Regions from separate parts of the Triticum aestivum genome. Here region 1 is linked to region 2. Evidence: chromatin contacts called from public Hi-C data. All regions are on one chromosome and are shown on one strand. The core of a region is the stretch at or near the end of the contact, and the rest is flanking DNA. Distances in the headings are between cores, read along the strand shown. Region 1 holds the start of LOC123131814 (rhomboid-like protein 14, mitochondrial). Region 2 holds the start of LOC123131761.

Region 1 (6,210 bases), core at 2,571-5,070, 970 kb after region 2:
TAGCGCGTAGGTCTCATAGCTAGACGTGAGTAATCCTGAGGTCGAGAGTTCGAGCCTCTCTCACCCCACAGTCACACTTGTAGTGATGAAACGCTCGGTGACAACTTTGGGTCGTCACCTTTGCACCTGTACCAACAGGTGAAAAGAGCAAATCTGAACCTGTGTCTCATTTTTTTGCCTTTTCGGTTAAAACATAGTCACGGTTTCAGCCACCGCTGCGCCCTCCTGAAACTAAATGCGCGTCTGTTTACAACCCAGAAAGCCTTTTTTTACAGCCCTGGAAAATGTACGTGTGAGAGTTGATAATGTGTGTGGTGTGGTGTTTGAACTCTATAAGCCGCGTCCTGGTGATGTTGTGATGAGAGGTCTTTACACCTTTTGCTGACAACACCATTAAAAGAAAATAAATGTGTTGGATATCAAAGTACTCGGGCCTTCAAATAGTGAGGAAAATATTCAAAAATGTACTACATCAATTCTCGCAATGAGTGGATTCAGCGTAGAATCCTGGTCAAACGACAGTTTATATTCAAGGAAGAAGTATCTTTAGCACTATTTGGAATTTATACTGGTAATGGTGATCTACATTATGGTCTCATCTGTCAAACCTTTGCAGCCTCCTACGGCGGATCTCATCAACCGAGAGGTCACTGCTTCCCCCATCCTGGAGATGTTGTCTGTTGGGAAAAACACGGTCCTCGCGCATGCTGTTGCACATCTCACAGATGTCTACCGAAGGTGAGTTGTCATAAGTGCAGGCCGAGCATCTCCACATGCCTCTGCCGCTCTCTCTTGCTGCACGGCGCCCAACTCTGCCCCCCTGACGACGACCCGGCCTCAGGAGCCTCTGAGCGAATTTCACCGGCCAACTCACAACATTTGAAATGCCCGAGATAAGAAGAGCAAGCGGGTCAGGTCCGGAGTATGATCGCTTTATCCAAAGATAGGCTAGACCAGCAAGAATCCCGCTAAGATGGCCAATGAAGGACGTCCCGGGGATGAAGGCCTGTATGAGGAGCAGTTCAGCCCACGCTGCATACTTTGCTGGAATGACCATCCCATGCAGGAAGACATAGTCATCTGACCAGGCATTCAGCACAATCTTCATACCAAACAGCACCCCGGAGAATCCAACAGCATATTGATCGTAATACGCAGTCTCATTGCCGAGAAGGAGTAGACCTTTGGACAAGAGCAATGTGAAGCCCTGAGACAGGCCAAGCAAGGCAGTGACCATAGAAGCAAACTCAACACTGCCCATTGATGTTTCAAGCTGTATGCCCTTCCACAAGAGAGACGTCATGTTGTAGAAGAAGTGGGTTTCACTCAGGTGGTAGAAAGCTGACAGGAAGAAGCGCGTCAGGTCGCCGTACTGCAACATGTTCACAACTGTTAAACTCAAGATGAGAGACACTGAAAAAATGAATCTAAAATACACTGATTACTCTGCACTACAACATTTTAGAGCACATGATGTGCACTCTGCTAGAAATTTCTGAAAGCAATAATCCTTGCGAAAAGGCCAACTAATCATTCTGAATCTGGCAAAGCTTTAATTTACTAGATATAGGGGTGTAAGGGGCACCATCAGGCCATAAACTCACGCATACATGTCACCTAGGTCCATGAATAATACCCTACGGAAAGGGCAATAAATCATTGTGAAACCATCAGAGCCTGCATTTACTGGATAAATAGAGTTGAAAAGGGCACAATAAGAGCAACTCTAGCAGGGCCTTCGAAATGATTTTAGAGTGCACTGTAAAAAATTTAAAGGCTCAAGAGCAAGTTTGCAGACTCAGAAACCCTAAAACACAACCTTTATATATTTCTTGGGCCCATTTTTCAGTCGGGCTGACCCTTTCTCGTTTCTTTCCTCCCCTCCACCGTCGCTCACTCCGCATAGTTTTCCACAAAATTCACCTTGGCTCACCAGAAGAGGGTGCACCGCCGGCTCACCAGCGGCGTCGGCATGCACGCAAGGGCTTAGGCAGGACATGAAACTTTTGTCCCCCCCAAAAAACACTAGGATGCGGCGCATTGTAACTCACAGCAAGTAAATATGACAACGTGGCACATGGACCAAATTTGACTCATATGATTGCTAACTACATCAATCATATGGTAGTGGAAAATGTCCAATGACATGTAAAAAAAATCTTCGCCCTACGAAATCATATAAATTCTTAGTTAACTAATATTGTGATCATAATCACTCACACATCAGAGATAGTTCATATGCTAATCTATAACTATATGGACCCAAGTTACAAGTCTGCTCCAGCTCATGGAATATGGTCGTATGTGGCACTAAATGTCCAACGGCTGTGAATATTGTCTTGAAATAAGAGAAGGTAGTATTACTTTTCTACTGATTTAAAATGCTGATCACATCCATTTCTACATTTTAGGGGCTAATGACTATTAGAAGAAAGAAAGCAAAACAACCCAAAAGTAGAAAACAGAGGCAAGCAGAGCAGACTACAGAGCAGGAGGACTAGAACGCAGACTTATAACTTACCGACCAAGGTGAGACATCAGCTCAGTTGCACTTTAGGAATATTTGATCTGGATATATCATAGGATATCATAGTTAAGACGGTGCGCCAGGTGACACCCTTTCCCCTCGGCCTTGATGCAAAATTATCCTGTCTCAGCTAGCCTGGTCGGTGATTAGGAACGGGTGACACCCAACTAGTGTTTAGTGCATTTGTAAACACCTTAAGGTTCAGATACTCTTAAGGGTGGCATAGAATAAAATGCACCCAGGGTTCTTCATCTTGTCAGCATCTTCCAGTTACACTCGGCTACTGGAGAACAGCAGAATTAACCCTAGGCATTTTAAAGGGGTCCATTAGAGGTCCAATCCCTGTTAAGTTGCCATCAGCCCATCACTAATCGGCTGCAGAAGACATCGAGGTCACAAACTCCATCGTGTCAGGAAGGGTATTATTTTCTATAAATTCATGTTCTTAAGGTTGCTGCATAGGAGATTCTTTCCTTTTAACTAGTTTCAGTTGGAACGGTCTTTTTACCAGTGATTTTGTAAATTACGTCTAAAAGTGCAATTTAGTTCTTTCAATGCTTAGGGCTGCAGCTCTTCTTTATCTCATCTATTAGTAGCACCCAGTCCCCCACCCACACACTAGCCTGCCCTCTGTTCTTAGCTCCGCCACTCCATCCCCCTTTTTACAATACAAACCCTACACAAAATACTACCGGAAACCACCGCCAATAGCCCCGCATCCTGTTCGACACAGCACAATCAGTACTGGGAACATATCGCGCTCCTAAACTTCTCAATCCTGTAGCCCTAGTCTAGAACAGAGAACAAATGTTGGTTTTCCATGTGCGATACGATTTCTTCTACCAGCGCAACATGACTCGGCCATAATCCACAGTGTGCGTACCTGGATGATGAGATGCGGGTTGAAGGCGACGCGGGAGAGCGGCGGGAGGAACGCGTCGAGGGCGCCCGGGCGGAGGTACACAAGCGCGTTGGCGGCGATGAGCGCCGCCGTCACGGGCGGGCGACTGGCGCCGGCGCGGCCGTACTCGAGAATCACCTGCAGGGCCAGAAGCGGCAGCATCCCGCTGGACGGGCCGCTGCCCCAGCCGCCGCCGGCGCCCCGCCGCCGGCCACCGCTCATGCCCGCCCCCATCCCCTAGAACTGGGGGACCACCAACCGAACACTGACTGGCACCGAGGAGGCAGGGCGCACGCAACTCGCTGCCCCCAATTCCTTTCCTGTTTTTTCTTCTCTCTCGCGCTCGAAATCTCTAGTTTCCTTTTGTTTCTGAAGATGTGTTTCTTTCTTCGGTCGCAAGTATGCCGCGAAACTTCCAGATAACTCCCGAGCAATGTTTCGCCTCGTCTTGTCAATCATTTTGCGAATAGTTTTGTTGCCCTATTTAATAGGTTAATTCATAAACTATAGTAAGGTTTCGATTGATGCTTTAACGGTTTAGTTAATTTCCATCATATTTTACGGTTTAGCAAAATTTAGTTAATTTCGATCATATTGTACAGGGAAACGTTCGCAGCCGGTCGACCGGCTGCGTGTTACGCCGGTCCCTCGCCCACATGGCCTGCGTACGCAGCGTCGTCCCCACACCCCTCGCACCTTTCTCTCCCACGCGTCACTAGTGGGCCCCACAAACCGCTTTCGTATCTCCTTTATCTCTTTCTTCCCGTCAACGCCACACATCTTCTTTTCCTCCAAATCACAAACCAAACACAGATCAGGCTGCTCCGGCGAGCGACCACCTCCACCACCTCCCGCGCTGCTCGACGAGCACAACCCCATCCCTTGCCCCATGCTGCTCCGACGAGCGTAAGGCTCTCACTTGCCCCGCTCTATTCTAGCGAGCAGCCGCCTCCACCTGCTCTGCGCTGCTCCGGCGTGCGCCGTCCTCCATCGGGTGATGGGCCGGTAGTTACGTCTTGCATGAGCAAACGAGATGCTGGAATCGGCCTCGGCGGGTGCTGCAATTGGCAATTTTTTGTTACAACCGCCTTTTGTTTTTGCTGGGAGCAGCAACATTTTTTGCTAGGATCCACATTTTTGGAAGTGCTTTTTTGCTACAACCATGCCAAATTTTTGCTACCATCGTTTTTTTTGCTACCATCGTTTTTTTTGCTACCACCGTCCTTTTTTTGATTTTTGGCACCCATCTTTGGTTTTTTTGCTGGATCCATCTTTCTACTAGAACCACTCTATTTTTTTGTTATGAGAGTCTTTGATTTGTGCTACCACCGTCTCCGTTTTTGCTACTACCCCGTCTTTCGACTTTTTTTGCCGGATGCATCTTTTTTACCTCTGAACCACTCCAAATTTGCTACCACTGTCTTTATTTTTTGCTACCACTGTCTCTGTTTTTTGCTACCAGTGTAGTTGAGTTTTGCTACCATCCCTTTTTTTGTTTTTTTTTCTGCTGGATACATTTTTTGCTCGAACCAGCAGTTTTTTTTGTTGGAACTGGTGTTTTTGTTAGCTACTACCCCATCTACAAACGGCGACAACGATGAACTTTCACTGAAAGGATGCAACTGGAGGCCGATTTTGCTAGAACCGACATCATAATTTTGCTGCATCGGTGTTATTTTTTGCGACAACCGGTTAATTGTTTTGCTACATGGCGACGGCTCGGTGCAGCGATGGTGTCCTGCCAGATCCAGCAAGGACCAGTGCTGCGGGGACGGCGAGCCGACGGTGCTTCGAATCAGCGGCACGCGCGGCCATGGCGGGCTGCGCGAGCGGGCCGGGTGCGCCGGAGATTTCTATTTTTTTGTTCTGGCATGATGTGCGAGACGAGGAAGGAAAAAAAGGCCCAGATCCAACGGCAGATGAAACTGCAATCGTACGGGTGCGCGCTGACCGGCCGAAATTCGGCCGGCGCACCGGCGCCTAGTAGTGGCCTATTGTACATCTGTCGGGTTTGCGAAACTGCACCGCCCATCACTGGACTCATGGCTTCAGTGGTGTTCTGTAAGTGCTCCACTGTTCCATTCTTGCTAACTGAAATTGGGGATTAGGGTTAGGGTTTACTGCCTGCATGTTTAGCACTCTAATTGCTAGTCCTAACTAGAGCAGAGAATTATAGTGGATTACATGAGTCCTAACTAGAGCAGAGCAGCATTATGTGTTACCTAACTAGAGCAGAGGAGAGCAACATTAGTGGATTACATTGTTATTTCTTAGTCCAAATTGTCAGAGCAGCATTAGGTGTTACCTAACTAGAGCAGAGCAGAGCAGAGAAGCATAGTGGATTAAATGAGTCCTAACTAGAGCAGAGCACCATTAGTGGACAATTATGTTAACTACTTATCTGAAAATACAAAACATCAGTTTGCTGTGAGTTAACTACCCATTCTGTAATTAGGGTTGCATTGAGATAGTTGTTTACATTGTTTGATTTTGTAGCAATTGTTTAGTTTATTCATATTGTAAGGGTAAATAAAAGCTTTGTTTATATGTTAACTTAAACAAAGCTTTGTTTATATGTTAACTTGTTTATATGTTAACTTAAACAAAGCTTTGTTTATATGTTAATTTGTTTATATGTTAACTTAAACAAAGCTTTGTTTATATGTTAACTTAAACAAAGCTTTGTTTATATGTTAGCCTATCTGTTAAGTAAAATTGTTTATTGTTAACCATTTTTGTCTTTTATTTCATTTTGCAGTTTGTATGATGACATTTTGGATGT
Region 2 (6,450 bases), core at 1,447-3,946:
GACAATCATTTGTATTGGTCCTAGATAATTTATACTGAAACATGGGGATTGGGCAACACAAAGAGTTCCACCTATTGGCAAACAGAGTTTAAGAGTGTCTGAAAGGAAGCATAGAGCATGGATATTTACTTGTATAGTTTGGATCAGGAAAAGACAAAACCAAACAGATTTATTACCTTATCTTCTTGACTCGATATTACGAATAAAGCCTTTATTTGACAAGCGGGAAAGCCCCGGCCCCTGCATCACGATGATGCACACATCCCTATTATTATGAGTTGCTACCCCTAGATGATTATAGAGTATAACAGCACCCACACACCCCACTATTTCAGCTAGAATAAGCACGACCAGCACTCAACCATGACCAAACTAAGACTCCCATGGTCAGTCGGGCCAATTCATTTGCCCCGGCTCAAGGGAAAAAACCCTCTAGAGGATTATGATGTCTGTAGACAGTTTTGTCATGCATATACTCTGCCTCTTGACCATCTAACCACCCATTACTTATACGCAGATTGCTTGGTCTGATGAATTGAATCTTATCAAGTTTCTGGAGGTTGCTTCATTCGCTATTTAGCAAAAAAATCCTAGCATTTGTTATTTGAAATCTATTCTAAGACGATAATCATCCCAATTGGAGGCATTCATGCAGTTCGTAATTTTGATTCAAACATCTTTTTAATCTCTCACCGTTTTGAGTTTTCTGATTTTGCAGGAAGAGATAGTGGATGAAACCGATGAATATGTTGATGTTCATAAAAGGTATTGTCTCATCTTTAAAGGAACTGCTTGCTACAAGCTGCATTCTTCAACTTCTGCTGAGTATATTATATGCACAAAAATGAATTATATTCCTTACAGGATCCGGGTAGCTGCTGCTGCTGCCGCGTCATCAGTTGCAAGGGCTCCATCAGTTAGAAGATTAACTGCTCAAAAGGCTTCCGTAAGTGCCATTTTTTACTTACCATGTGCGGAAGTGTTGGTGGGAGTCCTCTCCTCCCTTCTCCATCTACTCTCATTTATATATGAGTACATGTGCCTTTGAACAAATCCTGATACTAGTACATGGTAAAATATTATTACGTGTAGGAAACTGGTTGAAATATGATTATATGTGCACTTCAACAACAGAAGTACTAAAACGGTATACTTATGAAACAAGAGATGACTATAATCTTGGTCTTCTTGTTCAGTTTTTGATCATCTTTTTTTGTACAATATGCACCATCCCCATTCTAAATGGCCTCAGAATTGGTCAAGGGGCTAAAGCAGACAGTTTTGGTTTTTAAGGTCTGTTTCAGACGGTTGATAAGTTTAGGACCAAAGGTGGAGTTGAGGCGAAGTTCAATGCCCAAAGTGGATCCTTTGTGTTTTCGTTGTTTTCACTTTCGAGTTCAGTTTTCTATAGGCTTCTAGCTAGCATCTGAGTTGTGGCGATTCTTTAGGAGTCTACCTCTACAAAATGCTGCATCTTCCAAAAGCAAATTATAGCATACAAAGTTAAATTTAATATAAATTTCTGTTGGCAATGTTAATCTTCTTCAATTCTTTACCCATATGCTCGTTGGGCATTCTTTTCCTGGTTACACTGAATGTTTGGTGAAAGTTATTTCGTAAGCCTTTGTGATATATGAACTGTTAAGTTGGAGTTGCCAAAATCTGTAGAAGTCAGTCTTACTCGAACTTATATTGTTGCGCATAAAACACATTCTTTGCTAAATAGACTGCAATTTAGTCTTATCTTTATAAAAAATAATATAACCTTTAGTCTTGCTTCTATGATAATTGCTATATTTTTTTTTTGAACCTTCAAAGACAGTAGGAAAGGTTCCTACTGACATTTAACTCATGAATCACAGTTCACAGTTACATGATGGTGTCTCACCCTATTCCTTCTCTCTATAATTGCTATTCCGATGATCCATCTTCTGCGAAGGCCAAAAGATGTTAAATTAGCTTTCATTGCAGGGAGCACAGAGCCGGCAAGGGCAGGCTGGACAGCCTGCTGGAATTTTGAAAAAGCCTGCTACTGAAGGTGATTCAAACCCATCAAAGCAGGTGAACCTTGTCGAACCTCTGCTGGAAAATAGGAGGTAATTGTAGATGTATCGCATAAATAGAGCGACGGGGCGCATGGAAGCATGTTGTGATGTTGCTATATCCAGTGAGAGTAAATACGAGTTTGCTCGCTGTAAATTTCAACAGTAGCAATTTGAACCTTGTCATGAATGTCACTATGTCAGCGTTGAGTTTCATCACTGGGACGGTAGCAACTACTGACATTTGGGAATCGTAGACTTGGAACTAGTGCAAATGATAAATTAGATGGTCCCGCAGACTTTCTGAATGTCGAGCACGTGGAATATTATAAGGTGGAATGCCTACACGCTGTGCCTGACTTCAAATTGACTATTGGTGTAGTCAACAAAATCCCGGCTCATGTACGAGCATTTTACAACATTTTGTTAGCATCAGTTTTTTTTTAAATGGAGTTTGTTCCGTAAATCTTAAGATGATATGCCGGCTTAGTGTCTTGGAGGTGCTCATAGTGTGTGTGTGTGTGCGCGCGTTCATATGGGTGAATGTATGCGCATATTTATAAGCGTTTGCATCTGTATTGTGTTAAAGAAAATGTGGGGTTGAGACGTTGTACTGGAGAAAATATTGCGTGCGATTTTCATGCTTGCTGGAAAATACGAGCGGTCCGAGTGGAAGTGAAGTCCAGACCGACATGGCCTTGCGTATGCCAAGGCTTCCACCACCCCTTTCCGGATAAAACAACGTTTGTCTTCCTACGCTGCATAGGTTACGTGTGCTCTACTCTTCCTATATCTCGATCCTTCCTTCCACTCTGGTCTTTCTAAGAAAAGAATGAACTTGGCTGCCAAGATACCTGCAACTAAAGCGCGTCGGGTTTCCGATCCGACTCGGTTCCGGGCCTCGCCTTACATATACGCTACCATAATCCACGAAACGGGAGCCGAGCAATCGAGCACAAGGATGCGCTGACGAACCCGGCCGGTCGACCCCCAAACCAGCGGCGCCCCCGACGCGCGCGCCTCTGTGCGGAGCAGAGATGACGATGTCTGGGCGGTACGTGGCGGCCACGGGCGCCCTCATGGCGTGCGGCCACTGCGGCGGCCTCCGCCGCGTCAGGATGGAGGGCGAGTTCGTCTCCTGCGACTCGTGCGGCAAGGTCCTGCAGCAGCGGGGCCGGAAGCAGCGCGCCTTGGAGGTGGAGGCTCGGCGGCGGCGGCGCTGGTTGGGGGCCAGGAAGAGACGGGACGGCCGCGCGGCGGCCGGTGGCGGAGGCATGGTCGTCGGACGGGAGGCATCTGATGCCGAGTCCGACACTGGTTGTGTTTGTTTCGTGGAATCGTCGTCGTAGTGATTGCGTCGTCCTCAACTGATGTTTTAGAGCAGTTCGTGGATTCTGGGGTAGCCAACCTCACTGAACAAGATATCGACGATAAAGCTGGGAAAGTTGCAATTTAGCCTGTTTGTAATATCCTGGCTGAGTTTAATCTTTGGAGGACAGCCAGACAGGTGGGAGTAGATTAGCGTGTGAGTTTTGGTGGGTGCACTGCTGACCTAATCTTTCACTTGTTATAGGCGGGGGCCTCTTGTAAACATCTTTGCTTTTTTTTTTTGACAAAAATGATATCTTTGTTATCTATGGTTATTAGGGCATCTTCAACGGCAACCCGCAAATTTTCTTCCACAGCCGTCCGCGAACTTATTTACACAATCAAACTTATGGGTTATACCTGACTCCTTACCTTCGCCAAGTTCCCAATCTTCAGAGTTGCATTTAATTATTTCAAATAAATCTCATTTGAATTGAATAGTCTTCATCATAAAAGAATGAGTACAAGAAATATTGAGTATAGAACGATCATTAGGCTAGTCATAGTGAGGAGTAACTTAGACTAGTAAGATACATATGTTACTAGTCCATGTTACCACCTTCATAGTGGTAAGTGTTATAGGTGTAGTAACATGCATATCTTCATTTATTGCTTTGTAGACTCATTTTGTATTGGAAACCGCTATGTGATGGTAACATATTATGTTACTCTATTTGTCTCTCTCCTCTTTAATTACATGACACGTCATCTTTTTTGCTTATGTGGCATCTATGTTACTACTTATGTTACTCCCACTATGACTAGCCTTATGAGAAAGCCAAGCATAAATTTTTTGAATAATAATTTCTCTTGAGAGCTCATGATTGGGGCATGAATATAACATTGACTTAAGTCTCCCCCAAACTTGAGCGATACTTTCTCCTTCACGAGGCCAAAAATTATATATATAATTTCGATCACGATGAGCCAGATGCATAGGATAAAACTTCTGATGAAATTCCAGTTTCAATCGGTTGTAGTTCCATGATCCAATATCATCACACAGCCTATACCATGTCAATGACTTTCCCTTCAAAGATAAAGGGAAGATTTTCTTCTTGACAACATCCTCGGGCATACCTGCAAGCTTAAATAATCCACAAACTTCATCCACATAGATTAGGTGCATATCGGGATGTGATGTTCCATCTCCTGTATAGGGATTAGCTAGCAGTTTCTCTATCATACCCGAAGGAATTTCAAAAGTAAATATTTTCAGTAAGTTCAGTAGGTTGAGGAGCAACTCTTTGCACTTCTTGTCGGGGTGAAGATACCCTGAACAAGCCCCTCAAAGGATTATTTTCCATAGTAACAAGTGATAGTAAATTTTAGCACACTATATAAAGGTTTCCTTACCAAATTCCACTTACCAAAGGCGCTTCACTCCCCGGCAACAGCGTCAGAAAAGAGTCTTGATGACCCACAAGTATAGGGGATCTATCGTAGTCCTTTCGGTAAGTAAGAGTGTCGAACCCAACGAGGAGCAGAAGGAAATGACAAGCGGTTTTCAGTAAGGTATTCTCTGCAAGCACTGAAATTATCGGTAACAGATAGTTTTGTGATAAGGTAATTCATAACGGGTAACAAGTAACAAAAGTAACTAATGTAGCGACCACGATCCCAATGGACCGAAGTCTTTGTGCTTAAGTGTCATCCCTGGACGGTATGCTGACACACACAGTACTCGAGAAATTATAACAGAGTTCAATCACACACTTATTACATCGAGGTCCTCAAAAGAGTATATATTACACAAAATAGAATGGTTGAAGGCCATCTAAACTAAATAACTGTGGAAGATTCGAAGGTAAATGAGTCCATCAACTCCAACGACATAGTTGAGTGCACGACAACGACCTATCGCACCTTGTTCGTCGTCTGAGAAGTCTGCAACATGAGACGTTGCAGCCATGTAGGTCAACACATTGAATATGCTGGCAGAGTTACACTGTAAAGCAATGAATGCAAGAAACTATATCTACGTGCTTGGCTGGTGGAGGCTCTAGGGTTAATGTTTTGCATAAAGCTAATTTTTTCCTACAACAAAGGAATAAGTTTTATTCACTACAAGTTATACCAATATTTGAGAAGGTTCCTCCAACTCAAATCCCATCATTAAACAAGTATCATCGTTAAACCCAATTCATTAATTAAAGAGTGATGAGATCAACAATAATATCCACTTCTAGATACTCAAGATGTCCATAATTGGGGACACGGCTAACCATGATTAGTTTATACACTCTGCAGAGGTTGCACACTTTTCCCCACAAGACTCGACCGCATCCATGGTTGGAAAATCGAGACATAGTCTTTCTGAAGCATTAACTCTCTACTCTGGGTAGACCGGTACACCTACTTTCCCCTACATCTGCTAGTCCACCTCTTCAAGAGCTCATACAACTTACTCAACTATGCCAGAGCCCATAATGGCTTGTGGCTGCACACAAAAGTTTCTAGGCATGAAATAACATATGATCCCTTTGAGCCTGGGTGGCGAACCAAGGAAGAATCACACGGGTACTCCGGGATTTCCCAAACGGGATAGCACTGGATTCTCCAGGTGCCCCAACCAATCCACCCAGATGTGTATTAAAGTTGCCACCTTAATATTATCCAAAATTATTAGCCCTCACAACTTCCATGTGTATCACGATCCAATCCCCGTCTACCAGCACAACTAAGCAATAAATGAGCATAACGTATATTCCCAGGGTGATCAAAGGTAATAGGTTCCTACCTCAAGTACTACAACCAAACCACATGTTCCCAATCCTACTCATGCAAATATTTGGGGGGCAAAACTAATGCATAGTAAAAACTGGGTATAAAAGAGTATGATCAAAGTGTAACTTGCCTTGCTGACGATCGAAAAACTCTAGAGATTTGTAGTAACAAGCTTCGCACTCCAAAAAATCTAGAAAAACAACAACATACATAAGCAATCAATCAAACGAAACAAAAAGAAATCGACAAAAAATCCAAATAAAACTCGAAACAAGCAAAAGCTAAACTAAACAGAAAACAAACTCTAACAACA

The links. A called contact is a pair of places that touch in the nucleus more often than the background predicts.
Region 1: a Hi-C map of leaf shows a contact between it and region 2, with 5 times the contacts expected there. The contact joins the promoter of LOC123131814 here to the promoter of LOC123131761 in region 2. A contact is called at or near these places in 2 of 5 Hi-C or Micro-C datasets (both in leaf).

The regions. Positions count from the first base shown.
Region 1 is chr1B:462,083,428-462,089,637 of IWGSC CS RefSeq v2.1, forward strand. LOC123131814 (rhomboid-like protein 14, mitochondrial) reads right to left here and starts at 3,821. Exons shown (of 2, transcript XM_044551500.1): 1 at 3,411-3,821; 2 at 413-1,372. The coding sequence starts at 3,662. The coding sequence ends at 596. TRNAM-CAU (transfer RNA methionine (anticodon CAU)) reads left to right here; the gene lies at 1-68.
Region 2 is chr1B:461,112,736-461,119,185 of IWGSC CS RefSeq v2.1, forward strand. LOC123131761 reads left to right here and starts at 2,697. Exons shown (of 1, transcript XM_044551441.1): 1 at 2,697-3,679. The coding sequence starts at 3,080. The coding sequence ends at 3,391. It overlaps LOC123131746 (DUF21 domain-containing protein At4g14240), which reads left to right. Exons shown (of 12, transcript XM_044551423.1): 11 at 719-946; 12 at 1,972-2,350. The coding sequence ends at 2,100.